Linked DNA regions of Mus musculus: region 2 is linked to region 1. A link is a contact called in public HiChIP or PLAC-seq data. All regions are on one chromosome and are shown on one strand. Each heading gives the region's core, a stretch centred on a gene start, on an enhancer-like site or on the middle of the called end of the contact. The rest is flanking DNA. Distances are from core to core; before and after follow the strand shown. Region 1 overlaps Anxa3 (annexin A3). Region 2 has its middle 8.5 kb from the start of Gm46916.

Region 1 (6,779 bases), core at 2,308-4,807:
CTGTGGTGATCTCCAACCATAGAATTGCTTCACCGCTACGTCATAACTGTAATGTTACTACAGTTATGAATTGTGATGTAAATATTTTGGAGTTGGAGGTTTGCCTAAGGGGTCACGACCCACAGGTTGAGAACTGCTAACACAGCGCTCAAGCTCAGCCCTGTAACATGCATGCATCTGTAGTCGCAGCACTGGGAGAGATGCTGAGTTAGGAGGATCATTTGAATAGGGGAGCTCAAAAGCAGATTGGCAATATGGCAAAATCCCATGCCAAAACCCACAGATAAAAATGTTAGTAGTCAGGCACTGTGATGCACCCGTGTATATTATTTCTAGCTGCTTGGGAGCCTAGGGTGAGACAATCATTTGAGCTAGGCTGAGAAACATGGTGGCACCTGAAATATTTTCTAAAAAGCTCTAGCATTACACAGCCACACACATGCTCTGTCACATCAATGCCACACTCCGGCTATATCGGGGTTCTGTCTCCCCCACACTTCCAGCTGCCTGCTCCCAGGACCCTTACATTTGTTCTCCCCACTGCTTGCCCTGTGCATCTGCAGATGGAGCAGGTCAGACACAACATTGACTCTTCTAGCAGCCCGTCAGGCAGCAGCACCCTGCTGACATCACCCCCTCACCATGGTCAGAGAGTCCCCATCACCGGTTACCTTCCACCACATCACCCCACTTTCATGCTCCACTTGCAGTGACTGAACTTATTATATTTCTGATAGGAGGCTAGGCTAGCCCCACAGGTGATGGGAGGAACTGCCTCTCTTACCAGCGAATCTCCAGTCTCCAGCAGAGAACACTATTCAACAAAGAGATGACAAACATTGTGTGTCAATGACAGTCTTGTTCGTGTGTAGCTATTTTTGTATATGTATGTAGCTATTTTCTGACACTTAATGGGTTTTCTTATGTTGGGTTTTCTGTGCCTATATTTACATAACTATTTTAGCATTAAAAGGGAAGCTAAAGGCTGCTTTTCTCAGATAGCTGGCAGATCATTCTTTGTTGGGAGGACTGTCCTTCATATCACATGATACTTAACAGTATCTTCAACCTCTACACACTGGAAGTCAGGATCACCCTCTACCCACAGTCTGACTTGAGGTAATCAAAGTGTCTCTCTTGAGACTAGGGGCATGTCTCAGTTGGTAGAGTACCTGTCTAGCATTCACAAAGACCTGAGTTCGTTCCTCAGTACCATATAATGCAAGCCTAGTGACTCCTGGCTATAATCCCCACACTTAGAGGTTGAACACAGGGGGGCGTTCAAAATCACCTTCAGTCACTTTGTGAGTTCTAGGCCAGTCTGTGCTACATGAGACCCTGTCTCAGAAAAAGAAAAGGTTAGTCTCCCTTTGTGTCAAGTGTGCTCTGGGGAGGGGACTCAGTGATGGCTTGGAGCCATTGCTCTAGCGCAGTGGTTCTCAACCTTCCTAATGCTGCGATCCTTTAAGACAGTTCCTCATGTCGTGGTGACCCCCAACTATAAAATTATATCATTGCTCTTTATAACTGCAATTTTACTATTGTTATGCACCATAATGTAAATATCTGATATGCAGCCCCTATGGATGGGTCATTTAACCTCAACAGGGTGGTGACCCTGCTGTAAACTACTGCTCTAAGTCACCATTCTTCATTCCACAGTGAAGAAGCAGAAGCCCCAAACCATTGAGGTGGTGAAAGCCAAAACCTGAACTAAGAGTCCTGGCTCTTGAGCAGATGCACAGGGCAACTCTACCACACTCAGGGTAAAGCCAAAGATCTGTGAGTGGTGCTCAGGGGTGGAACCGGAGCACAGCGTGACTGTCTCTGTGGCCCTCTGTGTTCATGGATGGTACCTGTTCATACGCTGCTTGGTACTGCTTGACAATCAGCTGTCGCTGCGCGTTCGACCGCTCCGTCAGAATGTTGATGAGGGTTTTCTCGTCAGTCCCTAAATGAGAACAAAGTTATTTTATGAGCCAAGGATTCTCCTTATCTGTTTCAAACAACAGATTCAGGGGGCCAAAACAAGTTCAGTCAGGAAAGCTTTTTAAGTTTTAAGTTTCCAGCTTCTTGCTGGGTTAGAATCTGAGTGTTTGCAGTTTGTTTGTTTGTTTGATTGGTTTGTTTGTTTGTTTGTTTGTTTTTTGAAAAGGAAGTTTATTTAGGTGATTTGAGGGCTGGAAAAATAAAACCCAGTCAAGTCAATCCATGTCTACTCTTTCCTATGCAGACGGAAAGGAACATGAAGAACTGTGCTGAGACAATTAAATGTTCATTAGAGATCAAATAGGTGGATATCTCTAAGTGCTCCTCCCATATGTCAACCCCTTGTAGACTGATGATCAAGTAAACAGGAAAAAAGCAGGACTTCTAAACCTGGGAGGGAAATGCAGAAGGGCTTTATGACTTTACGATTAAAATGGTACAGTAGATGTGAATCCTAGGGAAAATATTACTAAGCTTGTTTTTGTTAATGTTAAAACTGGGTGATAGTGTTAAAATGTTAGCATGATACTTTCCTGTGGCAGGGGTAGGGTGGGGGAGGGGAGATGCAAACATTGTCCAGGAGATGGACTAAGCGGAGGAGGATGTTTCTGTGGCTTGAGATTTTACTTAGAAAAGTTTATCTCCAGGCCCAAGAGTACTACTAATTTTGATAATCACGCCAGAGAGCGATTTGGCAAAATTTCTAGTTTAAAAATAAGAATTCTGGCCATCTCCACCCAGAACTCACAACTCCTGTCCTGTCCTAGAGAAATACTAGCAACTGTGCACAGTGAAGTCTAAGCGGGAGCATTCACCAAGGACTTTTGCACTGTAATAGAAAAGAGTTATAGGCAATTTGAATGTTTCATCAACATTTCCAGTTTATGATATAATATACAATAGACTACTGTGAAGTTAAAATTAATGACCCAGAGCCAAACTTATCAACATGAATAAATCTCAAAAACATTACGTTAAGAGGTAAAAACAGGGGCTGGTGAGATGGCTCAGGGGGTAAGAGCACCCGACTGCTCTTCCAAAGGTCCGAAGTTCAAATCCCAGCAACCACATGATGGCTCACAACCACCTGTAACAGAGATCTGATGCCCTCTTCTGGTGCGTCTGAAGACAGCTACAGTGTACTTACATATAATAAATAAATAAATAAATAAATAAATAAATAAATAAATAAATAAATCTTAAAAAAAAAAAAAAGAGGTAAAAACAGTCGGTCAAAGAACGGATGGTGCACTTCTCTGGTTTTACCGGTTGAAACTATAGAAACTAGTACGTACTTAGGCATGTAGCTGTGGTACTGGAAGTGTAAAGTCTAATTTAGAAAGATGATTTTCTCTAGGTAATGGGGTGAAATAGAACCTGGGAAGACTGTTCTGGACCGAATCCATCATGGTTTGTGATCATGATGGTGATAAGCAGTTGAAGGAGCTGTTGTGGTGCTGGTAGGATTTAATCGAGCAAACATTACAAATGCTTTATGTACTGAGAGACTCAGCTCTCATGCTCTTCTTCATTGCTTCACACTTTAAAATATCCCCTGACAACTTCTCTAATTCAGGATCCAAATTGGGCCAACCGGCTTTTTAGACAGGAACTTTCCTGGCTGGTCTTACCAGCCATACAGGAGGAGCTGAAAAGCTCCACTCACCAAGTCCTCTGATCGCTTTCCGGATAGCTTCGGCATCCACCGACGGGCTAAAGCCTGGATAATCTTTTATGGTTCCTCGAGGTCCAACCTAGAAGGAAAGTTCTGCTAGTTCAAAGCCACATTTTTATTTATACTAGAGTTACGTATAGACTAAATGTGTATCTCACATGGTCATTGATGAAATTGTATAAAGGCGTTTATGTTTTTTTTTTTTTTTAATTCCACTGCCTTCTGTCGACTCTGTGTGTGACTAAATGAGGGCTCACTGAACCAGGCTTGCATACAGCCCACAGGCAGCATGCTCAGAGGATCCTGTCTGAGCTCAGTGCACTGGCACAGTTCCAGAAAGGATCCCTGAGGCTCTGAATTTGCATACTAAATACCTGGAGCAAAAGCTTTTTAAGTTGTTAGGAGCACAGAGCAGAACTTCCAAGCCCTCTGGAAAAGCAGCAAGTGCTCTTAACTGCTGAGCCATCTTCCCAGTCCAGTAGGGCATAAGCATGGGCGAGACCTGTGGCAGCCCGGGTTCTTGCTGTTCCTGGCATAGTGCAAGATCTCCCATCCCTAGACATACTTGTACTACACGTAGAAAGAGGCCCCCAAGGTGGGACAAACTGCACATATAAAACATTGTTCCTCTAGGGCAATGAGCTGTTTCAACATCAGAGACTCTGAAGACTGCAGGATTTAAAGTTCCTACATATAGATATAAAATATAAGAAAACTTAAATTCTCTTCATCCACCGTATTCCCCAGTGAGGCTTCTGAGTAAGCTGCCAATCACATCTCACATTGAGGATGTGAGCAGCTGTGGACTGGAGATGCTGGGATGTGTAAACTGATGTTGACCACTGTGCTTGGGGAACCCTACTCTAAAGAATTAATAAACAAAAATGCTATCAAGACTGTTGTCTTTTATGTTCTGCTTGATGGACATGTGATGGTTGCCCCAAGATTCTTGTCTGAGAACTCTGCTGACATCTTGGAGCTTCAAGAATAGCATAGAGTATATATTTTTTTAAATAGCTACATTACTAATTTTAAGCACTTAAATTAGAAACACGACAGTGAGCTAAGAAAGACCATATTGCAAAAGAATAAAATATTCTGAAATTGCTGAAGAACTACATGACAGCCAAAAGGATGCTGAAGATCTTCAAAGTCACCATGTCCTCATATAGTATATTCTGACCTTTCAAATAAAAATCTGCACCAATCCCAGTAACATCTGACATTCTCTTTTTAAACGGGGACTTTCTACCCTGTTATTGAATGGTATTGATGGTGTTGTTGTGAATTAATATGGTCACATCTACGCTCTTCTGAAGTGTCTATTTTCATGAAAGGACATTATCTTGTCACATTAAAGTGAATGGAAAATTAATGTACTGGCACGGTAGAGACGAGAGTCTGCTGACTCAATAGATGAGATGGAACAATTTGTTTCAATGTTGTCAAACATTGTTTAAAGCACTCCAAAGGAAAAAATGAAAACTAACAAGCTAGAATGTGCCAGGTCTAAAGACAATGGAAGTGACTTAATCAGTCGCTTTAACATAATTCTTTGGAGTTCAAGGCTTAATAAGCTTTATAAACTGGCAGAGACAACTGACTTCATTACTATCCACTCCCACCTCTGAGTTCTCACCCTTCCCTTATCCACCTACCCCCTCCATTTGATGCTCTGGAAGGACCCATTAGGTGCCCCCATGCTAGGCACCTTGCATATGTTAACTACAACCTACTGCAGTCTGCAGATTGACTCTGTGTAAACTTTCATCCACTCAGCTAGCTGAGCCACAGATCTGCCTTTGAATGCAGTCTGTGCTGCTCTAAATCACCCCTGCATTTCTGGAATCATGCCTTAGTATCTCCTGAAGCGACACTTTAGAATGCATGTGACCATGTCCTGGATCTATTTCAGATATACTGAATTTTATTTTTAGGAACCAGGAACTAGGTTCTACATTCTTATGAAGTTCAATTTGTGTGATTCTATACCACGAGGTTACTTAACATGGCTTCTTCTGAATACAAGAAGACAATACGGTGGGTCCTTAATGTTCATGTCTTATAAAGATTCAGGGTTTACACTCTCTGTGACCTCTGGCCTGCTCTCTACCACCTACAAATCAAAATCTATTAAAATTCCAACTTACAAAACTAGATGAAGATAAAATTCCTAACTCATCATGCAACTCTTTTTTTCAGGTGAAGGGTTAGATGGGAGAAACAACTTACATAATAAAAGGGTTCATCTCCCTTTCCTTCCCTCTCTCCTTCTCCAAAATGCACACATACCTATCAACTTGAAAGAAGCCGTGGGAACCTGGTTTTTATTTAGTTGTTTATTTTGCTGTGCAGGATTCAAACCCCAGGGCCCCATACATGACAACTGAGTGTTCTGCCACTGAGCCAAAGCCCGGCCCAGAACAAGGGAATTCTGAAGTTGAATTCTAGTGAAATACTGAAACATGTTTTAGCCACTTAATATGAACAATATTACAGGATATACTTGGTAAGACTTGGCTATCCAGGCCATATCTATATAATTTATCAAAAGTGATTTTAAAATAAATAACCAGACTCATATTGTTTAATGCATACTAGATAATGAACAAAAGATCATACAAACATCTTAGATTTCTTCAGTGATCTTAATGAGGTAGATTCAAAGGAGTTGGAGACACAGCTCAGCTGTTAAGAGCACTTGCTGTTCCAGAGGACTCAAGTTCAGTTCCCAGTGCATAATCAGGAGTCTCACAACCATCTGAAACTCTATAGTTGCACAGGATCCAGTGTCATTGGCTTCCAGAGGTACCCACACTCAAATCTCTATGCCTGCATGCTGACACATGCCTACCTACACATATTTAAAAATAACAGAACAAGGGTGTGTTCAGTCCCAGAGAGATGGTTTGTCTAACAGAACTTTGTTGGTCAGGAAGGTGCCTAGACTTAAGGCCACCTCCATGTGAACAAGAGGCCCATGTTCTACACCTCATCACCTTGCCAGGGCTGGAGGTTAGGGAACTCTACCTCAATGGTTCTCAAAATGGCTTCCTGGATCACTCCATAGGAATCCCCTGGAATTTCCAGAGGTGTAAATCCTCAAGCCATAGCC
Region 2 (6,779 bases), core at 2,650-5,149, 140 kb before region 1:
CACTGGGATGGAACTCCAACAATTCTCAGTCTTGTTGCTACTATTCTGAAGAGACAAATACTACAATAAAGTCACCCATGCTGGAATGGCTAGCAGAGTTGGGCACCTTTAGTGACAATCCCCACAGACTCCATCTAATAGAGTGGATAATTTCCCAGTGTGAATAGGTGTACCTGACTAGATGGCTAGCAGCCAGATCTTTAAGCAATGTCCATCACACCATATGAATGGGTGTTGTCCCATCTTCTATAGCTTCTATAGCTTACTTCACTAGAAGTAAGTGCCATGAGACCGGATTTTCTTTTTTCTTAGTTTGGGTTGATAGTGCACCCTTCGAGCCCACGGTAGCTTCTCTATAAACGTTGAATGAATGGATGTGTGACTATGGTTTGTAGGGCTTGTTGGTTCACAGACAGACTTTGGAGTCAATACCTAATTCTCAAGTTGTGCTAACCCTGAGTGGGAACTTAACTCCTCTGAACTTCTATGCTTAGATTTCCTCATTCCTAAGACATACCGAACATAACACATTCCATCTCATACAGCATAGTGAAGAAGTACTTAGAACACTATCTATACTTTTGGCTATTATTTTATTGACTATAGTGTGACAAATCATTCTAAAACTTAGTTTTTGAATCATAACCTTCTTTACTTGCTTATAGCCTTATTTCATCTTAATGTCTAGCTCTGGCTGAGATAAAGATGAAGCTGTGTTCTACTTGCTTTGTAATTTCAGAATACTTGGCCTTGTGGGTCAGGTGACTCTTTGCTGTAGGGAATTAATGCACTGTAAGGTAACATCACACATTCTGCAGGAGAGTATCATGGAAATTGTATAGCGGCTCTCCCTCCTAGTTTCCACTGTTTTCAAACACTGTAAATGTTCTCAGGGTGAGATAAGGGGTTCTTATATGGTTTAGAACTAGGGAGTCAAAGCAAATAATAGATCCAGCCCAGATTGAAGGCATAGGAGGGGCTGGATCCCAAGAACAATGATTCACTGGAGACGAGTGAAGGTCAGCATGAAGGTCTCTGACCCTTCCTGTCTAAGGAACAGGATTGTTCCTGAGCATTTCTTACAGGATGAACTCTGCCTCTGGCTTTTACTAACAGGCACTCTTTTGAACCCCATGCTCGAGTGTCCCCCTTCATTGTTGGCAATGTTCTGCAGCCTTCATGTCTATTTTGGTTTCTCTCCTGTAGCATTCTTGTGATCTGTCACTTCTTTCCACCCATGCATGTCACTGAGCTGTTCCTACTGCTCATATCATAGCACATGACCAGGCTCTGGAGACAGATAGGGCTCATCTGGCGGCCTCAGCACCCTACCCATATACCCGCACGATTATGCTGTCTTCCTGAAAGTGTGTGCCTTATCACCCCCTCCCGCCCTCTCCCTTAACTCTTTTCTCTTAAAGATTCGGTTTATGGGCCCCTCTTCTAGGAAACTTTCCAGGAAGGCCACTCTCCAATGTGATATAACAGTTTCTTGAGGGAGGAGGCCATTTATCTGACAGATTTCATCTCATCTCCATATTCTCACTGTCGTATGGATGAGTAACAGAGAGGCCTTTCAAAGCAGAGTTTAATGCTTAAAGAGAGGCTTGTAAGGACAGCAGGGAGTCTTGAGATGATCTAGACTCTAGATTCTCAAGGAATCCAGAGGAAGAGCCTTGGGGTGGTGGTTGCTAGCTTACAAGCTGCAACCCAGAGATTAGTGAGGCTTGAATAGTAGTCGTGGTCTCTCTCTCTCTCTCTCTCTCTCTCTCTCTCTCTCTCTCTCTCTCTCTCTCTTGTGTGTGTGTGTGTGTGTAGAAAAGTGAAGAAGCTAGGAGTCTGTAAGGAAAAGGAGGAGTGTAATGGGTGGTTATCTATCAGGCAGGTAACACTGTTAGGGTTTGGAGGTCAAGGTGTAAGGGCTTCCTAGTTCACACGAAGATACTAGAGGAGTTTCTGTGTAGAGAAATGACCGACATTGACCTCTTCTCTTGGGATTCCCTGCTCCCACATTCAGAAGACTGGCAGGGGGGATCGGGTTCACTGGGCAGGAAGCTGATGCAGCAGAGGGGATGGCGACCTTTCCTGGCAAAATGAACGGAATGGATGGGAGTAGAGGTCACTCCAAGGCTTGAGGACGACGAGGTGAGGGCTATGTTCTGACAGGGAGCTACTTCTTGGAGAAGGAAATTCAAAGTTCAGTATGGCTATGCTGAGTTTGAGACTCTTATTACATATTTAGTTGGTTGTGTTCTAGACGGTTAACAAGTATAAACTGTCTCCAGAAACTGGACATGTGAATGTGGAAGTGATTAGCTTCATCCTATCAGCTGGAACAGATTTTTTGGGATTAAGAAAATAATAACCAAACACAATGGATAAATACAATAAAAGTTTATTTCCCACTGTTCAACATGTCTGAGAAAGTTCCAGGTCATTGGCAAACTGAGACTTGTATTCTGCGGAGAGTTGGGAACAGAAACCCTGTAGAAATGGGTCAACAGAAAATGGTGAGAGAAAGAAATAAAATCACAGACAATCCACGCAGAATCCAACAGAGGGATGTTGTTATAAAGGAGACCCAAGAAAATGGGAGACAGCTTGAGGACAACATAGGTCTGAGACATTTGTGTTGGTATTTATTTTATTCGCCGTTCCGGGATCTACCCAGGGACACACACGTGCTAGGGAAGTTCTGTGCAGCTGAGCTACAACCTTGACCCTGGTGGTTGATTTTTAAAGTTTTTTTTTTTTTTAATTTTAGATAGAAAAAAAGTTGGAATATTTAAATGTTAATGGAGAGAGGAAAGAGGGGAGATGCAGGAAGGGGAGGGATTTCAAGAGCCCATTTTGAGTGTGTAGAGTGAGAGGCTTTAGGTGGGTTCTGAACGGCTTATCCACTACAGCAGAAGAGCGTGCGGCGCAGAGGCAGGGAGGGTGACTATCAATTTAGGTTTATCTCAAACTGGGGGCGGGGGGAGTAGAGTCTGGATCACAGAACTTTTAGTGTTTCCTCTGGGACAACTCTGATCTCACATAATGGCTAGACTAACCCTAGAGACGTGGAAATGCACCAAAGAAGCTCCAAGTACTGCCATGTTAAAAATAATTCACCATTTCTCAGTGGATTCCACACGTTACAAAGCATTTACACAGTCTAGACCTCAGCATTGTGCAATGTGGGGATATTGCACCATAGAGGTTGTAGTTCTTAGGTCTGGGGTACAGCTCAATCCTACTGAGTACATGCTGTGTGTGTACTAAGACATATTCCACATTACTCAGGATGTACCATCTGTAGATAACAATAAATAAAAACAGTAGGAAGCTGCATTCCCCGAGATTTGGCTGTTCCCCAACACCGATAGATCTGTTATCTTTGTTATCTTTGCTTCATCTTTGCAACAACAATCAATTGATCTACAATGGTAGGTGCAGTTGTTGTAATCTCCACCTAACAATTGAGGAGAAAAATAATTAAGCAATTTTCTCCAAGCTCATATGGGGAGTGTTAGAGAAAGTCCTGGAAGCTTGGTGGATTCCATAGTCTAAACTTTCAGTACTGCACTGGACTGACTCCTAGAAATTACTGTAATGAGTGGGAATAAATGAGCACCTGGAACAAGTACCATACAGATTTAGCAGAAAGATGGGGGCATTTTTCAGACTTCGGAATGAAGAGTCATCCAATGAAGCCAAAGAAGGTGAGGATTTCACAAAGCAGAGGCGAGAGCTCAGGCACAAGAGCCCTTAAGCCAGTGGTTTGCAGCCTGTGGGTTGTGACCCCATGGTGGTGGTGGGGTGTCAAATGACCTTTCACAAGGGTCACCTAAGAACATCCTGCATATCAAACATTTACATTACGACTCATAACAGTAGCAAAACTAGTTATGAACTAGCAACGAAAGCCATTTTATGGTTTCAGGTCACCACAACGTGAGGAACTGTATTGAGGGGTTGTTGCAGCGTTAGAAAAGGTTGAGAACTGCTGCGAAAAAGCAACTTTTGTTCTGTCTCTTACTCTTCTTGTGAGTTTCCAGAGGCTTGGCTTTCCTGACTTTGCCTTTGCATCCGTCCTGAAGCTCAACAACCAACTTGTACAGAAAAGCAGTTTGTTTAGCTCCGTTCTGGGAGCCAAAAGTCCTGATTCTAACAGATTTGCTGAGAGCCTCCTGGTAGACACATCAGAACAGGAAATCACAGAGTGGGAGAGGAAACCAAAGCGACTGAGGAAGCGCTAGGCTTGTTCTGTCATAACAACCTATGTCATGGGAACTGACTATAGGGTCCCATGAGAATAATTCGACTTCTGTCAAGGACACATTGCATTTTGGTGAATGACAACTATTCAGAAACGTACATAAACGGCAGGCCAGGCATCTCTGTTCAGTGAACACCGCTGTCTGTCCAACACCCAGATTAGGCAATACAGCATTCCAGAACCCCAGGAGATCTTTCCTACTGCTTTTTGGGTTGTTTGTTGCAGTGCTGTGAACTGAACTCAGGGCTTGGTGCACGCTAAGCAAATGCTCTGCCGATGAGCTGTCACAGTGTTCTAACCAATGCCCCTAGTCCTCGTCAGGTTAACGCCTAGCTTCTCCAATGAAGGATTCATTTCATCTGCTTTTGAACTTTATACAAGCAGAATCCTACATTCTGTTCTTTGTATCTGGGCTCATCTGTTTAGGATAATATTTGTGAGTTTCATCTGCATCATCAGATATAGCTGGAGGCTTTTCCTTCTCACTCATATATTTCAGAATGCCTTTTAAAAAATCTTCTTTTTAAGCCTAGTTCAGTGGTGCACGCCTTTAATCCCAGAACTTAAGAGACAGAGACAGGTGGATCTCCTAGAGTTTAAGACCAACCTGATCTCATATATCATGTTCCAGGTCAGTTAGGGTTACAAAGTGAGGCCCTGACTCAATGAAAAACAAAACACAAGACACTGAGTAAATATGTTCTTTTTTTTTTTAAATCATTTTACTAAGTGTGTGTGTGTTTCTCTTGATGTCCACTTGAAGCATTGCGTAGGAAACCACCAGTGCTTCACACACACTGCAGCAAGCATTACCATCGAGCTACACACACACTGCAGCAAGCATTACCATCGAGCTACACACACACTGCAGCAAGCATTACCATCGAGCTACACACACACTGCAGCAAGCATTACCATCGAGCTACACACACACTGCAGCAAGCATTACCATTGAGCTACACCACAGTGTTGCTTTATTGTTGATGCAAACATGCGGATAGACAATTTCCAGTTTGAGAAAATTAATATGGATGATATTTCCTATTCCTCCTCCTCTTCCTCTTCTTCCTCCTCTTCTCTGTCCCCGCCCCCCGCTCCCCCGCCCCCACTACTTAGGATCTTTCTATGTAACCTAATATTGTTCAGAACTCATGAACCTCCTACCTCAGAATCTCAAGTACGGATATTAGAGTCATGTGCCACCATGTTTAGTAACATGAACATTGTTGATCACACTTTCTGTAAATGCATTCATTTTCTTCTGGGCATAAATCTGTACATATATGTAAAGATATGTCTCGCCCGAGCTAGTAACTCGCCGGCAAGAATTCACTCGGACAACCGGATGTTGAAGCTTTTATTGCTTCAACATAAGGAAGACCCCGAACCCGGAAAATGGTGCTGCTTATATAGCCCGCAGCGTGACGTTTCAGCACCTGATGTGGCGTGACAGCACCTGATTAGTTGCTCGCCCATCACCCCATTACTACACCCGAGATGGGCAGTGACTGGGCGTGTATTTACTCTTGCACTTGCGCATAAGGCTTGTTTATTAGTTAGGCGCAGTGGAAGCCAGCGCCATCTTATAATGGCGATTGCTCACGGCACGGCTCTCCACAGATATGCAAGACTCCATTTCCTTTTTCTCTTTTTAGTGAATTTATGTCCTAGCACTTTGCACTTATAGATGTGGTTATTACATTAAAACAGCCACTCGTCATGCTCTTGCTTATTGAGAAGCCACTGAACCCTTCAATGACTGGGTTCCCAGGGTATACTGTTGAGATGAAGATCAATTACTACACTTCGGCAATTCAGTAAAGACCAAGAGAAACCGGATCTACGATCTTCCTGGGTAGCCCTGCTCCAAAGCTGGAAACACAGCCAATTCTCATTGCTGCTAAGTAGCTCTCCTTACAAACTTTTTGTAGATCATTGTTCTTGGCCAATAGTGCTTTCTTTATCACTGTGTACACATGATAGACAATAATATTGATTTGACTGGCTTGATTCTTGATGCTATGCAGAGTGTTTTGTTCTTGTTTAAAAGGGTGTGTGTGTGTGTGTGTGTGTGTGTGTGTGTGTGTGTGTGTGTATGAAAAATACCATGTACGCATGAAAAATATCATGTGCGTTAATGTCCACACATGCTAGAAGACCCCAGGTGCAAGAGTTACAGGTGGTTGGGACCCACACACTGTGTGTGCTGGAAACTAAATTTGTGTCCTCTGGGAAAGCAGCAAGTGCCATCTCTTTGATCTCCATTTTTGTTTTGTTCTTGAGGCAAAATCTCACTTTATATAGCCCGGGTTAGCCTCAAATTTGTGAAATCCTTCCTTTGGCTTGCTGAGTGCTGGGATTGCATCGTATACTGATAGCTTTTCATAGTACATGATCTTGTACTACTTGATAGGTTAGTCATGGGCCATGCAAAACTATTGAACATTTCAAAGTGAGACTATTGTGAGAAACTAGTACTTAAATTCATTTCTCTCTCTCTCTCTCTCTCTCTCTTTCT

The links. HiChIP or PLAC-seq counts read pairs in DNA pulled down with a chosen protein or histone mark.
Region 2: a contact with region 1 is called in an H3K27ac HiChIP or PLAC-seq map of microglia, with 4 times the contacts expected there. The contact joins two enhancer-like sites. A contact is called at or near these places in 2 of 115 datasets of contacts at active chromatin or transcription factors (extraembryonic endoderm stem cells and microglia) and 2 of 9 other capture datasets (liver and pancreatic islet).

Annotation. Positions count from the first base shown.
Region 1 is chr5:96,808,014-96,814,792 of GRCm38.p6, reverse strand. It overlaps Anxa3 (annexin A3), which reads right to left. Exons shown (of 13, transcript NM_013470.2): 3 at 3,656-3,743; 4 at 1,857-1,951. Among named protein-coding and RNA genes, the nearest start is that of Anxa3, 18 kb to the right of the region's middle. Within about 2 kb of position 3,557, at least 6 of the 459 cell types and tissues checked have an H3K27ac peak or open chromatin away from gene starts, as enhancers often do. A contact at or near this core is called in microglia, where this site is marked.
Region 2 is chr5:96,946,456-96,953,234 of GRCm38.p6, reverse strand. No RefSeq gene overlaps it. Among named protein-coding and RNA genes, the nearest start is that of Gm46916, 8.5 kb to the right of the region's middle. Within about 2 kb of position 3,899, at least 58 of the 459 cell types and tissues checked have an H3K27ac peak or open chromatin away from gene starts, as enhancers often do. A contact at or near this core is called in microglia, where this site is marked.